3 separate regions of the Triticum aestivum genome follow, and all the other regions are linked to region 1. A link is a contact called in public Hi-C data. All regions are on one chromosome and are shown on one strand. The core of a region is the stretch at or near the end of the contact, and the rest is flanking DNA. Distances in the headings are between cores, read along the strand shown. Region 1 has its middle 310 kb from the start of LOC123091596. Region 2 holds the start of LOC123126320 (probable inactive shikimate kinase like 2, chloroplastic). Region 3 holds the start of LOC123126338 (probable xyloglucan endotransglucosylase/hydrolase protein 29).

Region 1 (4,866 bases), core at 186-2,685:
AGAAGAATGGGAAACGGGAAGAAAGATCGCGTTCATGCGTGTTGTCCGTGTGTGTGTCGGTCAAGTTTTTAATGGGCCAAGCCCAAAAAATAGTGCAAAACAAATTAAAAATGAAATATTATATTGCAAAAAAATGTTCGTCACCATAAAAATGATTCCATTTTAAAAAATATTGTTGAAATTAATAAAAAAACACCTTCTCAAAACAAAAGAAATATTCATGTTTTTCCGAACAACAAAAAATAAAATTGATTGAAAGACTATTTCATACCAAAAAGAAATACTTGGTGTAACCTTATTTCTGACGTTTGCAATAATTGGGTTAAAAATGTGTTTCACAATTGCATGTGGAGCAAGTTATATTTAATATTTTGCCGGGTGCAATGCACGGGCATTTGTACTAGTAAAAGTAAATAAGGATAAGTAAAAAAACAAAAGAAACAGGAAAACTCAGTAAAAGAAATCAACCAAAAAAGGAAAAAGTTCCAGCAAAACCTACGCTACGCTGCTAAATGGGCCAGCCCACTCCGCGCCCAGCTCTCGTATACGAAATGAGCGTCATATACAAAATGCACCGGAACGGGTCGGCCTGGTTCAGTTGAACGCCTAACGATCAGTCGCTGTGCAGGTCCCATAAAGTATTCGTTGGTGGTGTCATTTATTTATTTATCCTTTGCTAAAAATATATATATTTATTTTTCCTTTCGAACAGAAAGATCTCTATAAAAACATAGCGGGGCATGGAGCGAAACTCCCTTTTGGAGTCCGAGCCCCAATGAGGCCAGTTAAAAAAAAATCATCAAAATTTATATTTTTACATTTCGAAAGATTCTGAAAAAATATATACTTATACCTGGAGGCATAATGCATAAGTGTGTAAATTTTCAAAACAAAATATTTTAAAATTAGGGCTGTGCAAACAAGACAAATCTGGGCATTTTTAACACATGATACTATTCATCGTCCCAGGTCATTAATTTGTCTTCTTTTGTACAGATCGCATTTTAAAATATTTCATCCCAAAATTCTACACACATACACATCCCAAAATATTTCATCCTTGTTTACTTGTATGAAAAAAAATCAGCTTTTTTTAACCGAAAAGTTTCAAAACGCCTCACTTGGCACGGAAGTGTGAAGCAAAATTCCTGTCCCAAACTGTCACAGTTTTTCGCAGGGAGGGGTTTCCCACCTGACTGACTTTTATAAGTCAGCGTAGAACGCTTCAACGCGCGTTCGCGTCCGTTTAACCTGCCATTGACCGGTACTGATAATAATAGCACGCTGGCGAAGGGCCGTAATACCATGGGAAATGGTGAAGTCTATCCTTGCGCATCTCGACATTGACCGGTGCAGCTAGAGCTAGGTGTGGGTAGGTGCCCCACACCGCGACGGGTCGAGCCAGCGGCCAAAGCCGTGCACGGTGTTGATATGCAGGCAGCCAGACTCACAGGCCACACGGGATGTGGGGGGGACGAGAGAATCTCACTACGTCCGTGTAGTACCTTCTGGACCGAGCCTGGACGCAAAAGGTCGGACTTTTCGTACACGTACGCAGGTAAAGGGCAGGCCCGTGGCGATGACCAAAAGGACACCGGCGCGTCCACATCGACGGCGACCACTCCATCCACACGGGGGCGGGATACGGGTGCCCGAGAGATCCGTCGCTTCCAGGGCCAGGGAAACCCAAAAGCGCCTCGTCACGCTCCGTCGGGGAGGTTGACGCGCCTTTGCCCCTGCATCACTGCCGTGACCGAACCAGAACCAGAACCAAAACCAAAACTAAACCACGGGCCGTCATGTGCGGGCGGGCGGCGGCGGCATCGGCATCGGCGTCACGGTCGCCCCGGGCAAAGAAAGAAATGGCTCACAATGAAATGCCCGGGGAATCTCCCCGCTGGCCCTGCCCTGCCCTGGGCAGCGGACATCGCATGTCATCTGGATCACATTGCTTGGTTTCGTTGCCTTGCCTCCAATTGGACAAGGACGGCCAGACATGCCAACAGCTACCTATAGCTATAGCTAGGTGATAGTACTACTGCTACTAGTAGCACTAGAAGCTGAAGCAAACAATAGGGGATGATGGCGCCGCCCGGGCGGAAAAAATAAAGAGATAAAGACAGAGGGGGGATGGGATTAAGCGATGGGGGGAATCATGGCAACTTGCCAGGTGCAGCGCAACCTGCTGCCCCTGCCTGCACCTGCACGCCTCGGCCCTCGGGTCTGTCCCTGACCGCCGCTGCACGCACGTAGCAGGAGGAGGAGGTGGCGTGGACACATGCTAGCTACAGCTCTGAATCCTGGGCTAGTCGAGGTAGCAGCAGCAGTAGCCAGTAGGCCATGCGCTTGACGTTGCGCCCTCGGCCTCACGCCAACTACACCGCGCGCCCCTATCCTGTCCGTTTGGGGTAAAAGGAACAAATGAGGCGTCCCAGTGCGGGACGGCCCGAACCTATCCTGTCCGTTTTGTGTCCGGGCCGATCCATTTCGAGCGCAAACTTGCGCCGAATTTGGGTCGCGGCGGACACCAAACGGACGCGTGCCTCGTCCGCGTCGGGGCCGCGTGGCAGGCGGCCACCTACCTCCCACCCGGCCAACATCAATGCGCACGAGCGGGCGGCCCCACCTGTCATCCACACGTCGGACGGTCGCCGTCCTTCTTTACGTGGGAAGCTTGGACGGGTCGCGTCCACACTGTCCCACGCCACCCCGCGGCCTCCTCGAAACGCGGCAGCGCCTGCTCCCAAAACCTAGCCAAAAAACTCGCCGGCCGGCCGCCCGCAGCCATGGGCCTCTGAAACTACGGCCGCAAAGGCAAGCACGACAGCGAGGCTGGTTCCTCGTCGGGGCGCCGCCGCGGCTCGGTGAAGAAAGAGGAGCCCGCGTCGCCATCGCCACCACGCGCGGGCCCCCGCGCCGCCCGCCTTCTCCATCGCGCCCACGTCCGCCGGCGAGCGCGACCAACATTACATCCGCGCGTCGGTGTGCCGCCATTATTGGGAGACGAGGACGCCGCTCCCCTGGAGCGACGTCCATCTCCCCAATAACTGGCATCTCTCCGCCGACCGGGTCCCCATCCCGCCGGTCCCGACGAGCGGCCGTGCGCGCGACGAGGAGATCGAGCGCCGCCGCCGCCTCCTCCCCGACGACCTCTTCTACAACGTCAGGTACGCCCCCGACTCCGGGCTCTGGGACACCTGGTTTCGTGACGAGCACGACACCAGGCACGCGTCGTTCTTCGCCGGCACCTCGACGGGGACGCGGCGGCCACGACAGGAGCGCGCAGCGCCTGCTCCCCAGGTGCGCGGGCGTAGGCGGGTGCGTGGCGTCACGCCCACGCCGTCGCCTTCGCCGTCTCCATCGCCACCACCACCTCCTCGCATGACGGAGGAGGAGGAGGCCCGTCTCGTTGCGTGCGTCATGAAGGACTCCATGCGCACGCACGACGAGCGCCAGTGGGAGGGCCTCGAGGAGATGATGGCCCGCTCTGCCACCGGCGAGGTCGCCATCCCCGAGCTCGAGATTGTGGCGAAGGAGGAGGAGGAGGTGGAGGAGCCGCCGGTGGCCGCGTTCCACCCGGCCCTGGTTGGTCAGGGGTGGGGCTGGTCGTGCACGGTAGAAGAGATGGCCGACGTCGTGGGCGTGAACTGGCGCCCCACGCCGCCGCGGTCACCGGAGCGGGAGGCGTCGCCGCGGGAGGAGGTGGTGCAGGCACCTCCCGCTGTCCAGCCAGCCCCCGTCTACCACGCATCGCCGGCCCATCTCTGGACGCCGCCGGCCTACGTCGACCTGGTCAGCGACGACGATGACACCGACGGTCAGTGAGCGGCGTCGGCCACGGCATCGACGGGCGCGGCAGGAGCAGGAGCGCGCGGGGAGCCGTTTTTCTTTTTTGCTTTATGTTAATTACGAACTGGGCCGTTAAGTGGACTGACAAACTGGGCCGTTTTATGGCCGTAACCCCTATATATATATTTTATGTTTTTTTAACTAAGTTTATTTACTTTTTTAGTCATATCATTTAGTTTTTAATTTTTTTTTATTCAGTCCATCCCAGACAGGTTTTGGGGTGCGGCCGCGCGTTGGACGCATCCACGACCCATCGGACAAAAGCGGACATGGACGAATCCATCGACGCCTCAAAGGAACAAAATCCGGTCAAACCGGACGTCCGTTTGAGGTCGCGCGGTGAAGTTGGGGCCTCAGTTTTGCACGGACGGGCGGACGGACGCGTGGGGGGCACGTCTGCGGAATTCGCTCCGGCTGCGAGACACGAGGGCGAGGCTTCTCGTCGTCTCCGCGCAAGATTTGCTTTGCTCCCGCCCCGCCCACGGATCCGCCTGCGATCCCTCCTACTGTTTCTTCATTTTACCTACTGTGCAGTGCGCCGCGCGTCGCGCCCATGCCTCCTCCTCCTCTGCCGCTGCTGCTGCTGTCGCCTTGCCCTGCATCGCCACCGTTGAGCAGTCCTGCGCCGCACCGGAAAGGACCGGAATCAATAAAAAGGGCTGCTTTGGTCTGGTTTTAAGAGCCGGCCCCGGTATCTCGGACACGCCCATGCCGGCCGGCCTCCATTCCGTCGCCGCATCGCATCACGCATCAAATCAGGGGCTGACTTTGATCGCAGCTGCCCTAAATTCGAAAAAAGAAATAGTCAAGTACCTCTACTGTAGCTACTAACTATACTCCTACTGTGGCTAAACTAGCAGCACGGCCTCGGTTTTCATCACCAGTTGTACTTCCCAGGTCAACATCATCTTCATCCCTCCCTCGCAACAGCTGCACCGTGCAGCGCTAGTTGGAGTGTTAGGTGGATAAGGTGCACGCGAGACATGTGTGACATGGCCACATCAGGCGGCTGCTTAT
Region 2 (4,866 bases), core at 1,022-3,521, 470 kb after region 1:
GAGCTCTCCTGCAACTTCAACGTTGACATCTTTTGCACATCGTGATGGGTCTCTGCCTGCAGAACCAAAGGTCAGTTTACCGCACTCGTATCAAATCTTGTTTCCAACTGTTGTCTTTCAGTTTGAGGTAACGATACTGTTGTTTTTCAGGTCCATGCAGCTCGAACCGACCAAATTTGGTCAATTACTAAGCTGTCCGTAAAAACATCGTCAGTGGATGGAAATGGTGGCAATTCATCCTGCATGGCTGATGTTTGCAATGAAATTAGTTCCTGCAATGCTTCACCCATGGAATATAGTGGCAATTCTGATTCTGATTCTGAAATCTTCCGAGTCAAGCGCAGATCCAGCATATTAGGAAGACCTGCTCCTGACACAGAGACAACAAACTTCTCTGAACAGAAGGTATGCTCCAGTTTGATCCACGAAATTTGGAACAGATTCTCAAAGAGAGGAAGCCAATCTATTTTTACTCGCGCATCTGACCCTGTAGCCACAATTTTGATTATTTTTGTCACTGCCAGCCTGGTGAACTGCTGCTTCCTTGCCTACCTCATGTGCTGATAAATTGTTAGGCTTAGGCGTGTATCATATTATAGGTTACTGAACGCGTGATTGGTAATTGAGAAGCAACTGAGAATCCATGGATTTTGTGTAGGTTTGTTACACTGCATATTTTGTTTCTGATATATATAAATACTGTTTACTCAGGTTCTGAAGCGGCTGAAGAAGGCATCCCCAGAAACACAACATGACAATAAGCGACCTGAAGAATACTCTGCGCGTACTTCAGTTCCCTCAGTTAGTATGAGGCACAATAAGTCAAATTCTGCCTCTTCTGAGGAAGATAGAGAGGACATGGTTCCCATTGCCTGGAGGATGAAGCTGCGGCAGCTGGAAGCTCAACAAGGCGACGCCAGTTATGCCGCGCAGCAGTCCAAGGTGTATCCATCTACCAGCAGCTGTTCCCAGCAGCAGTCGAAGGTGTATCCATCTGCCAGCAGCTGTTCCCAGCAGCAGTTCGCGGAGGCAACTAAAGACGCAGCCTCCTCAGAGGTCCGGCCAAAGCGGGTGAAGATCCGGTTGCCTCGTAGCGCCAACAGGCTGGTCGAGCAGCAGCAGCAGCAGCAGCAGGGCAGTTCAGGCCAGAGATTTGCAGTGGATGACAAGCCACCTGGGTTTTGGCATACGATTTAGGGTAGCCGACTCTCAGGTGCTAACAACCTCGACAGATAGGACTCAATTCTCTTGCATTTTGGTTAGCACAGATGCTGACTGACTGTGTTTAGAAAGGAGAGGAGGATAGGGCTGATTGCTTGGTTAATCCATTCTTTGTGCAGCAGGGCCTCCAATTTGAGGCCGGCCTAGGTAGGCACACGGTTATTAGAAGACAAGACGATTGTTCATCACGTTGTTTAGAGGCTTCCTCTGAGTCACCGCTTGCTGGCTGCTCTTTGATGCCTGTATTGCCTGTGACGGAACTGGGCCTCTCCATTCTGCAAGTGTTTTCTTTTGCTTAGCAGCTGTGTACCTTATCTGCTTCTGCGCGGGCACTCCTGCTGCTGGAGCCACCTATCTCTTTTCCCAATTCTGTCACCTCACGGTGCCATTACTGACACATGATAGAGATCTTGAAATTACTACCTTGGCGATAACTTACTACTCTGTAAAGAAAAATAAGAGCGTACAAAGGAGCACTTAGTGTGCAGCACATGATTTTATAATCAACCCTATTATTGTTATACTCCGGTATAAAAGAAGAACACGAGGGGATTATTCAGAGAACCCAAAGCATATGCTTAATCTCTTCTTCGATCTGCGATTGTACCATCTTCCAGTTTGCTGGCTCCCCCATTATACAGTCCTGCATACCCCATGAAACGCGTCTACACAAAGCAAATCAAAATAAACAGGCGACACATTTTTTGCATTCTCTGTCTGTGCTGAGATGTTAATCATGAACAAAACACCCACCATATAATACTTCCATTGCGGGAGTATGGTACCGCATGTTTCTTGTTCGGGAGATGACATGCTATGATTCTATGGGATGTCTTTCACGCTTCATATAGCGTAGTTCACTAGTTAAATTAAATAGCCCTGAACCACATGTCTAACTAGTCTCTGAAAGCTCCTATGAGCATATCGGAGTTGGATATTTGTTCATTAATGTACTGCAAACTCCCCCTTTGTGAATCCACTCCATCTTTTAGACACGACATAATGTTGGAAAATCTGGAGCTTGTCATGTCGTTGAAAATAATCAGCTGAGGTTATCTGTGTCCCTATAGTTCACCGATACAAACGGAGAGGTGGAGCTGAGACTGGACATTGGAAAGCTTGGCATCGAGAGTTCAAGAGATGTTTTTGTTGACGTCGATGACATGTCCCTGCTCATCAGAGCCAAGTCTGATGGAACACTGAGGACTTTGATGAATGTCGGCACGCTATTCGACAGGGTTAAGTCTTCTGAGACGATATGGTATGTACTGCTAGCTCAGTAGCGGGCTCTTGCCTGTGAGGATTCATCTGTTGACTCGTTACACTGTTACAGGTTCATCGATGAGGATCAGTTGGTGGTGAATCTGAAGAAAGTCGAGCAAGAGCTGAAATGGCCCGACATTGATGAATCCTGGAAATCTCTCACTGCTGGGATCACACAGTTATTGGCAGGTATTAGCGTTCACATAGTTGGCGACTCCACGGATATCAATGAGGCGGTCGCCAAAGAGATCGCTGAGGGCATCGGGTGCGTGCATCGCTGTGCTATTACAGAAACTACTTGACCAATTGCATCCTTGTTTCTGCTGCGCCTTTTTTTTACCAATATATAGATATATGTCCTACTCTTAGATTCGCTGCCACAGATACTACCACAATTGTTGGTTCTACAGCAGATGAGGCCCCTGAAATGTGTTTAGCTGCGTGTTTGCAGGTATCTTCCAGTTTGCACAAGTGAGCTGCTAGAGAGTGCCACTCAAAAGTCTGTTGATACCTGTACGTCATTTTGGTGCTAAAATACGTATTCATTTCGGTGCTAAAATAGAACATACTACTCCGTCTCATAATATAAGACGTTTTTTAACACTATATTAGTGTAAAAAAACGTCTTACATTATGGGCGGAGGGAGTAGATCATTGCCGCTGCAGTGAGTTAACTACATGTATTACCTGTAGGGGCGGCCTCGGAAGGAGTGGACTCTGTAGCTGAAGCGGAGTGTGTTGTCCTAGAAAGCCTTAGCAGGTCGAGTTTTCTCTATTTTTGGGAGCTTCTTGGCTTGCTTTGGTTGATCACTTGCCATGCTAAAAATGTGTGTGTTGCAGCCATGTCCGTACCGTGGTAGCGACTCTGGGTGGCAAGCAAGGAGCAGCGAGCAGGTTCGACAAATGGCAGTATCTTCACTCCGGGTTCACAGTGTGGTTGTCGGTGTCGGAGGCCGGTGGTGAGGAAGGAAGCCTTTCGCTTGGTTGATGATTGTTTGGTTCTTCCGTGCTGACCTGCTGCTATGCGTGCAGATGAAGCCTCTGCCAAAGAGGAAGCCCGGAGAAGCGTTAGCACTGGGAGCGTGGCTTATGCAAAGGCGGATGTGGTGGTGAAGCTGGGTGGATGGGACCCGGAGTACACGCGGGCTGTGGCACAGGGCTGCCTTGTTGCCTTGAAGCAGCTCACCTTGGCAGACAAGAAGCTAGCAGGTAAAACACCAGCCGCCTCATGCTACATTTGGGCCCTGTTTGGTAATCACCGCACTCCCGGAGTCTGCGGAGCGGGGAAACTGCAACTCCACCGTTTTGAACTGCAGCTCCGCCAACTCCGCTTGCGGAGTTGTGGAGCGAACAGCGCCTTAGATTCCCTTTCATTAGGTGCATATCTGCAAGAAAATTGACATCAGTGTTGGAATGGCAGGGAAGAAGAGCCTTTACATCAGGCTAGGCTGTCGAGGGGACTGGCCAAACATCGAGCCACCCGGCTGGGATCCTCAATCAGATGCCCCGCCCACCAACATCACCAACATCTAGTCCAGCTTCAAGAGCCTTTTTTTTTCCTTTTTCGAGACATTATTCGTTGCTTATGGATGTACACATGCCCGTGCAAAACATTCAAGCCTCAGACAGCCATACTCTTATTCAGGACCAAGAGTATGAAATGACAACCGATCCACCAACGGACGCACGCGAGAATAAACACAGAATTAAGAAAATTGACAGAAAATGATGATTATTTATAACTAAAACTCAATGTTGATTGGACAAAAACCAAACTAGGAGGGTAAACAAGGATTCTTCTCCCTTGAAACCATCTTAGGTTCACAAGTATAACAGTTTCCTCTTTGCAACTACTAAAACAGACAGACAGAGCGGCAGATTCATACAGACGCAAATAAACTCAGAAGACTACATTCCTTTCCAACTCATGATAACAAGTCGACCAGTTCCTTCCTCCAATCCACCATGGTCACTGACCTCATGCCTTGGCTGGAGCATCTGCTGCTTCTCGCTTCACCATCGGAGGCAACTGTTAAAAGTAAAACACAAGCTTATACTTAGATTAACTAAATGTTGCTATCCTATAGTGCCACAGGAGCACAATCTTGTGTGTTAAACGGGCAGACAATGAATCAGGAGCTAACAGCGCCTCAGAAGAAAGAAGGTCCACACCTTATCTTGGAGCCGAATTATTGTGGATACCAGCATTCTGTCACCAACTATGAGCCGCAGCCTCTTCACTAGGTCAATTCTGCTTATTTTCTTGGCCTGGTATGAACACAAACACAAGTCAACTCAGGCTCCAACAAGAAGGGGAAGGCCAGTTTTCAATCAAGAACACAACAACCAAGAACTGATGAATGGCAGACCTTGAATTCTTCA
Region 3 (4,866 bases), core at 720-3,219, 350 kb before region 1:
AGGTTCGACGGGGAGATGGTAACGCTCCTCTCGGCCGCGCACGGTGCTGCCGTTGCCGTACATGTTGGTCTGGACACGCCAGCCGTGACCGCGCCGGTTGCCCAGCAGCTCGAAGTCCAGCTCGTCGTGGTTCTTGGGATACTCGTCCCAGTTCGACAGCTGCACAGCGCACACGCACAAGTCAGTCTCACACCAGCACGAATGTAAAGCTTTCGATGGCATGAACAAGTCAGCTGTCTCACAGCAACAGCAGCACCAAAAATTCTCGTAGAGATAAATATTTCGATCGGAAGAAGAAGAAATTTTGAACCAATCAAACAGTTACCAAAGAACTAATCATGCATGCCAATCAAAGGTGCATGCCTGAATCCTCAGTATAACATTTTATTTCTCCGGTATACGTGTTTGCTTTCTTCATTTCTGTCATAATTTGGGAAGACAAATAATGATCATAACTTTTTTTTGAGAAATAATAATGATCATAACATATATTTTTTGAGGGGTAATAATGATCATAACAAAGATATGAATCAGTACTGTTGGGTTGTTTGGGCCAGATAGGGCAACCGATGGCCAAGATTTTTTTTCTAGGCCTTGAAAGCAAGCCATCGATGTCGACATCACCCACCATGTGAAGGTGCACCAGGGCCGAGCATAAATTTCTTTCTTGAAGTGAACAAAAAGAGATGGAATTAACAAACCGTCACTCAGCCTCACTAGCGTTGTTCGGGCCGAGTAGGGTAATAAAATCAGGCCAGAAAAGCTAGCTTGCTAGCCATCGATGTCGACACATCCCACCAATGCAATGCAACCACCCGAGATGGATCGAGCTAGCTTAGACCGATAGATTACCCATACTGCAGGGCAATTGGTCGACGCACGCCAAGATGATGGACGTCCATTTCTACACCAATAGCTTAGTATATATCGCGCATATCTTCTTTTTCTTGGGCTGATGGCGGATGGGTGTTTCGTGTACGCCTACCTAGCACGACCGGTGTTAGGGCGGTGCTAAAGCGAAAGCGATCGACATGATGCTGACCGGTGTGCACTGCACCACGCAGAGGGGAAAGTAGACGGAATTTCTCCTCCCTTCCCGCCGCGTGGTACGCAGCCACACTTGTTCAGCCATTTCGATGGACAAGAACGAGCAGCAGCACTTTACACGGTTCCGCCCGGTGGATTTGTGGTGCTGTTCGCGGACAAGCAAGCGGAGTGTGTTGTGGATCACTGGGTAATTCATAGGACATGTATGGTCATCGATCTACCTAGACCAGTCACCAGCGTAAGTAGAGTTGATTTCTAGGCTTAGTCATGTCGAAATATCAAGTGACCCAGCAGATTAATCGATCGAACGAAGCAAGTAAATAAAAGGATCAAACTGGAACAGGGGGCCTAGGCTGGGGCACGTACGTAGAAGGCGACGACGACGCCGGCGGTGTAGTCGGCCGGCAGCTTAATGGAAGCGCCGAAGAACCCATGGCGGTAGGCCGACTTGGATATGAACCCAGACCCTGCATCGTCACACTCACTTAGTTTGGAATATAATTATCGGGTTCTCGATCGATGGAGCGATCAAATAACTGCCGAAAACCAAATCGACTTTGATCGCGATCGGGGTATGTAAACGGGTATCGGAAATACGTACTGTTCCATTGATTGAATTACTTACCGGTGTATCGGTCCAGCTTGAGCGTGACGCTCCGGCCGTCCGCCGACCGCACGAGGTTGTCGCCCCCGAATAGCGGCGCGTACCCGGCGTCGAACGGCACCGGCGACGTGTCCAGCGCCGCCGCGGCGGCCGCGGCGAAGACCGCGAGAGCCGCCATGAGAAGAGCACTGGCTGCTGCCATGGCAACTCGCTGGTCCGATGGATCGACGGAGCTCGATCCTGCACCCAGGAGGCAGCCGCTGCGCTATGCGTGTATGTATTTCTGTGTCCGTGTGGCGTGCCTGTGTGTCGATATATATGCATGTCATGTCATCTTATGTTTCCTTTGTCGAGACGATGCGATTGGGTTCAAGTTCCTTTTTGGCGGAGCCGCCGGCGGGCTACGCCGACTTGTGGGCCCGGAGTATTATACTATCTCTAATAATGCTTATATTTGACCAAACAAAAATGCTAATAATACATCTTTTTTTGAACTTATTCTTTTTTAAACAGATTTTTGAACCTATTCTCATGCATCCCTAAGGTTCTTTTTCGGCAACAAATCATGTGACATCTATCCCGGAGTGTGTTAAAGCGGACAGCCTAATCTAGAGGATCCATTTATTCATCTGCTTCATACTGGCTATTGTAAATACGCAACGAAAACGTCCATTTGATGGTAAATGACTGGCTATTGTTACGTACATTTTTTTTTGAAAAGGGGACTCCCCGGCCTCTGCATCAGAACGATGCATACGGTTACATTTATTATAAAAATAAAGTAGTTCAACAATGTCTTGCAGTCTGCAACAAAATGATAGCTCACAAAGAGCAATAGAAACAAAGACCAAAAAGGCCCAAAAGCCACAACCGGCTGGCAAACTATGGATAGGTAAACTAATCGTCTATCCTATTACATGACCGACATCCAAACCGGTTGAAGATATCCCGCGCTACCATCTCCCACCGGAGAGATCCAGTAACCAAACGCTCCCTGGCCTCCATCGGAGTGAGTAAGGACCACATACGGATTAGCGCAGTAATCCGGAATAAAACCTGCAAAAAATAGATAGTTGATGTTCTGTTAAAAGCCAAATCATTTCTGCAGTTTCAGATTGCCCATAACAACGCACATGCTCCTACTCGAATTTGTCTAGCTGTTTCGGACTCTATCCCAACAAGCCACGTTCCAAATAACGACCCGACTGAACTCGGAGGAGTAATGTTAAAGGCAATTTGTACCGAGCGCCACAGAACCCTCGCCAACGGGCAATCAAAGAAAGGTGCTTGATATTTTCATCCCGATCACAGAAACTACACCTAGTAGAGCCTGTCCAGTTGCGCTTAACCAAATTATCTTTCGTTAAGATAACTTGTTTATGTATAAACCACATAAACACTTTGATTTTTAGCGGAACCTTAACTTTCCAAACATGTATGGAACTAGGAATAACACTAGAATTGATGACGTCAAGGTACATCAACTTGACTGTGAATTCCCCAGAAGTAGTAAGCTTCCAGCACAACTGATCGGGCTGGTGAGTAAGCTGAACCTCCATCAGTCTACTCACCAGATGAAGCCAAGCTTCCCACTGATCTCCAACAAGCACCCTCCTAAACTGAATATTAAAGGGGTTGGACTGCAAACTCGTTGCAACCAGAGCATCTCGTCGTTGCACAATACGATATAACGAAGGATACTGAAGCGCCAGCGGCGCTTCCCCCAGCCAAGTATCCTCCCAGAAGTGAGTACTATTGCCATCACCAACAATAAACTTTGTTCTATTAAAGAAAGTAGCTTTGACTCTCATAAGCCCTTTCCAGAACGGCGAGTCAGTCGGACTGACTGTCACCTGCGACAAAGTCTTTGAGTGCAAATACTTATTACGCAAAAGCTGCGCCCAAGTTGCATCCGTCTCAGCTGCTAACTTATAAAGCCACTTACTGAGGAGGCATCTGTTCTTAACCTCAAGATTCTCAACACCTAGACCCCCTTGGTCTTTCGGTTGGCAGATGACGTCCCATTTGGCTAAACGGTACTTCCTCTTAAGCTCATCACTCTGCCAGAAGAAACGGGATCGATAGAAGTCCAGTCTTTTCCTGACTCCAACAGAAACTTCAAAAAAGGACAAAAGGAACATAGGCAGACTCGTGAGCACCGAGTTAATGAGAATCAATCGGCCTCCATACGACATGAGTTTTCCCTTCCAGCAGCTCAGTTTCTTCTCAAACCGATCCTCAATACACTTCCATTCGCTATTTGTCAACTTACGATGATGGATGGGGATACCCAGGTAAGTGAACGGAAGTGCTCCCACTTCACAACCAAACAATTGCTTATAAGCATCTTGTTCCTCTTTGGCTCTCCCAAAACAGAACAACTCACTCTTATGGATGTTTATCTTCAGGCCGGTCAATTGCTCGAAAAGGCACAACACCAGCTTCATATTTCTCACTTTTGCCAAGTCATGCTCCATAAAGATAATTGTATCATCAGTGTACTGCAGGTACTGCAGGATGGACACACCACCATCAACAAGATGCGGCACCAAGCCACCTACTTGACCGGCTTCATTTGCCCTACCTATCAGGATTGCCAACATGTCTGCGACAATATTGAAGAGAATAGGAGACATTGGATCACCTTGTCTCAGGCCCTTGTGTGTCTGGAAATAATGGCCTATATCGTCATTCACTTTAATTCCAACACTCCCTTTTTGCGTGAAGGATTCCACTTGTCTCCTCCATGCTTCATCAAAACCCTTCATTTGGAGTGCTTGTTGAAGGAAAGGCCATTTGACTTTGCCGTACGCTTTCTCGAAATCCACCTTGAAAACAACACCATCAAGTTTTTTCGTGTGGATCTCATGGAGCGTTTCATGCAGGACCACAACTCCTTCGAGGATGTTCCTATCCGGCATGAAAGCAGACTGAGTAGCTTGCACCACGGTATGCGCAATCTGTGTGAGCCTATTCGTCCCGACCTCGGTAAAAATTTTGAAACTAACATTGAGAAGACAGATAGGTCGGAATTGCTCAATCCGCACAGCCTCTGTCTTCTTTGGAAGTAAGGTTATAGTTCTAAAATTCAGCTTAAAAAGATGAAGCTGGCCCAAGAATAAATCGTTGAACAAAGGCAAGAGATCTCCTTTAATAATATGCCAACACTTCTTATAGAACTCTGCCGGGAAACCATCCGGCCCAGGAGCCTTATT

Evidence for each region. Hi-C and Micro-C count contacts between places; a contact is called where the count stands out from the background.
Region 2: a contact with region 1 is called in a Hi-C map of leaf, with 7 times the contacts expected there. The contact joins the promoter of LOC123126320 here to the enhancer-like site in region 1. A contact is called at or near these places in 3 of 5 Hi-C or Micro-C datasets (all in leaf) and 1 of 1 datasets of contacts at active chromatin or transcription factors (leaf).
Region 3: a contact with region 1 is called in a Hi-C map of leaf, with 3 times the contacts expected there. The contact joins the promoter of LOC123126338 here to the enhancer-like site in region 1. A contact is called at or near these places in 2 of 5 Hi-C or Micro-C datasets (both in leaf).

The regions. Positions count from the first base shown.
Region 1 is chr1B:388,732,175-388,737,040 of IWGSC CS RefSeq v2.1, reverse strand. No RefSeq gene overlaps it. Among protein-coding and RNA genes, the nearest start is that of LOC123091596, 310 kb to the left of the region's middle. Within about 2 kb of position 1,435, at least 4 of the 8 cell types and tissues checked have an H3K27ac peak or open chromatin away from gene starts, as enhancers often do. A contact at or near this core is called in leaf, where this site is marked.
Region 2 is chr1B:388,259,856-388,264,721 of IWGSC CS RefSeq v2.1, reverse strand. It overlaps LOC123126320 (probable inactive shikimate kinase like 2, chloroplastic), which reads left to right and starts at 2,271. Exons shown (of 7, transcript XM_044546685.1): 1 at 2,271-2,482; 2 at 2,555-2,749; 3 at 2,936-2,997; 4 at 3,178-3,244; 5 at 3,325-3,443; 6 at 3,517-3,693; 7 at 3,905-4,128. The coding sequence starts at 2,385. The coding sequence ends at 4,017. It overlaps LOC123126286 (lysine-specific demethylase JMJ706), which reads left to right. Exons shown (of 10, transcript XM_044546651.1): 8 at 1-70; 9 at 151-405; 10 at 712-1,519. The coding sequence ends at 1,197. LOC123126302 (inactive poly [ADP-ribose] polymerase RCD1) reads right to left here. Exons shown (of 7, transcript XM_044546670.1): 5 at 4,854-4,866; 6 at 4,657-4,752; 7 at 4,200-4,513. The coding sequence ends at 4,463.
Region 3 is chr1B:389,084,939-389,089,804 of IWGSC CS RefSeq v2.1, reverse strand. It overlaps LOC123126338 (probable xyloglucan endotransglucosylase/hydrolase protein 29), which reads right to left and starts at 1,969. Exons shown (of 3, transcript XM_044546697.1): 1 at 1,673-1,969; 2 at 1,414-1,514; 3 at 1-159. The coding sequence starts at 1,853.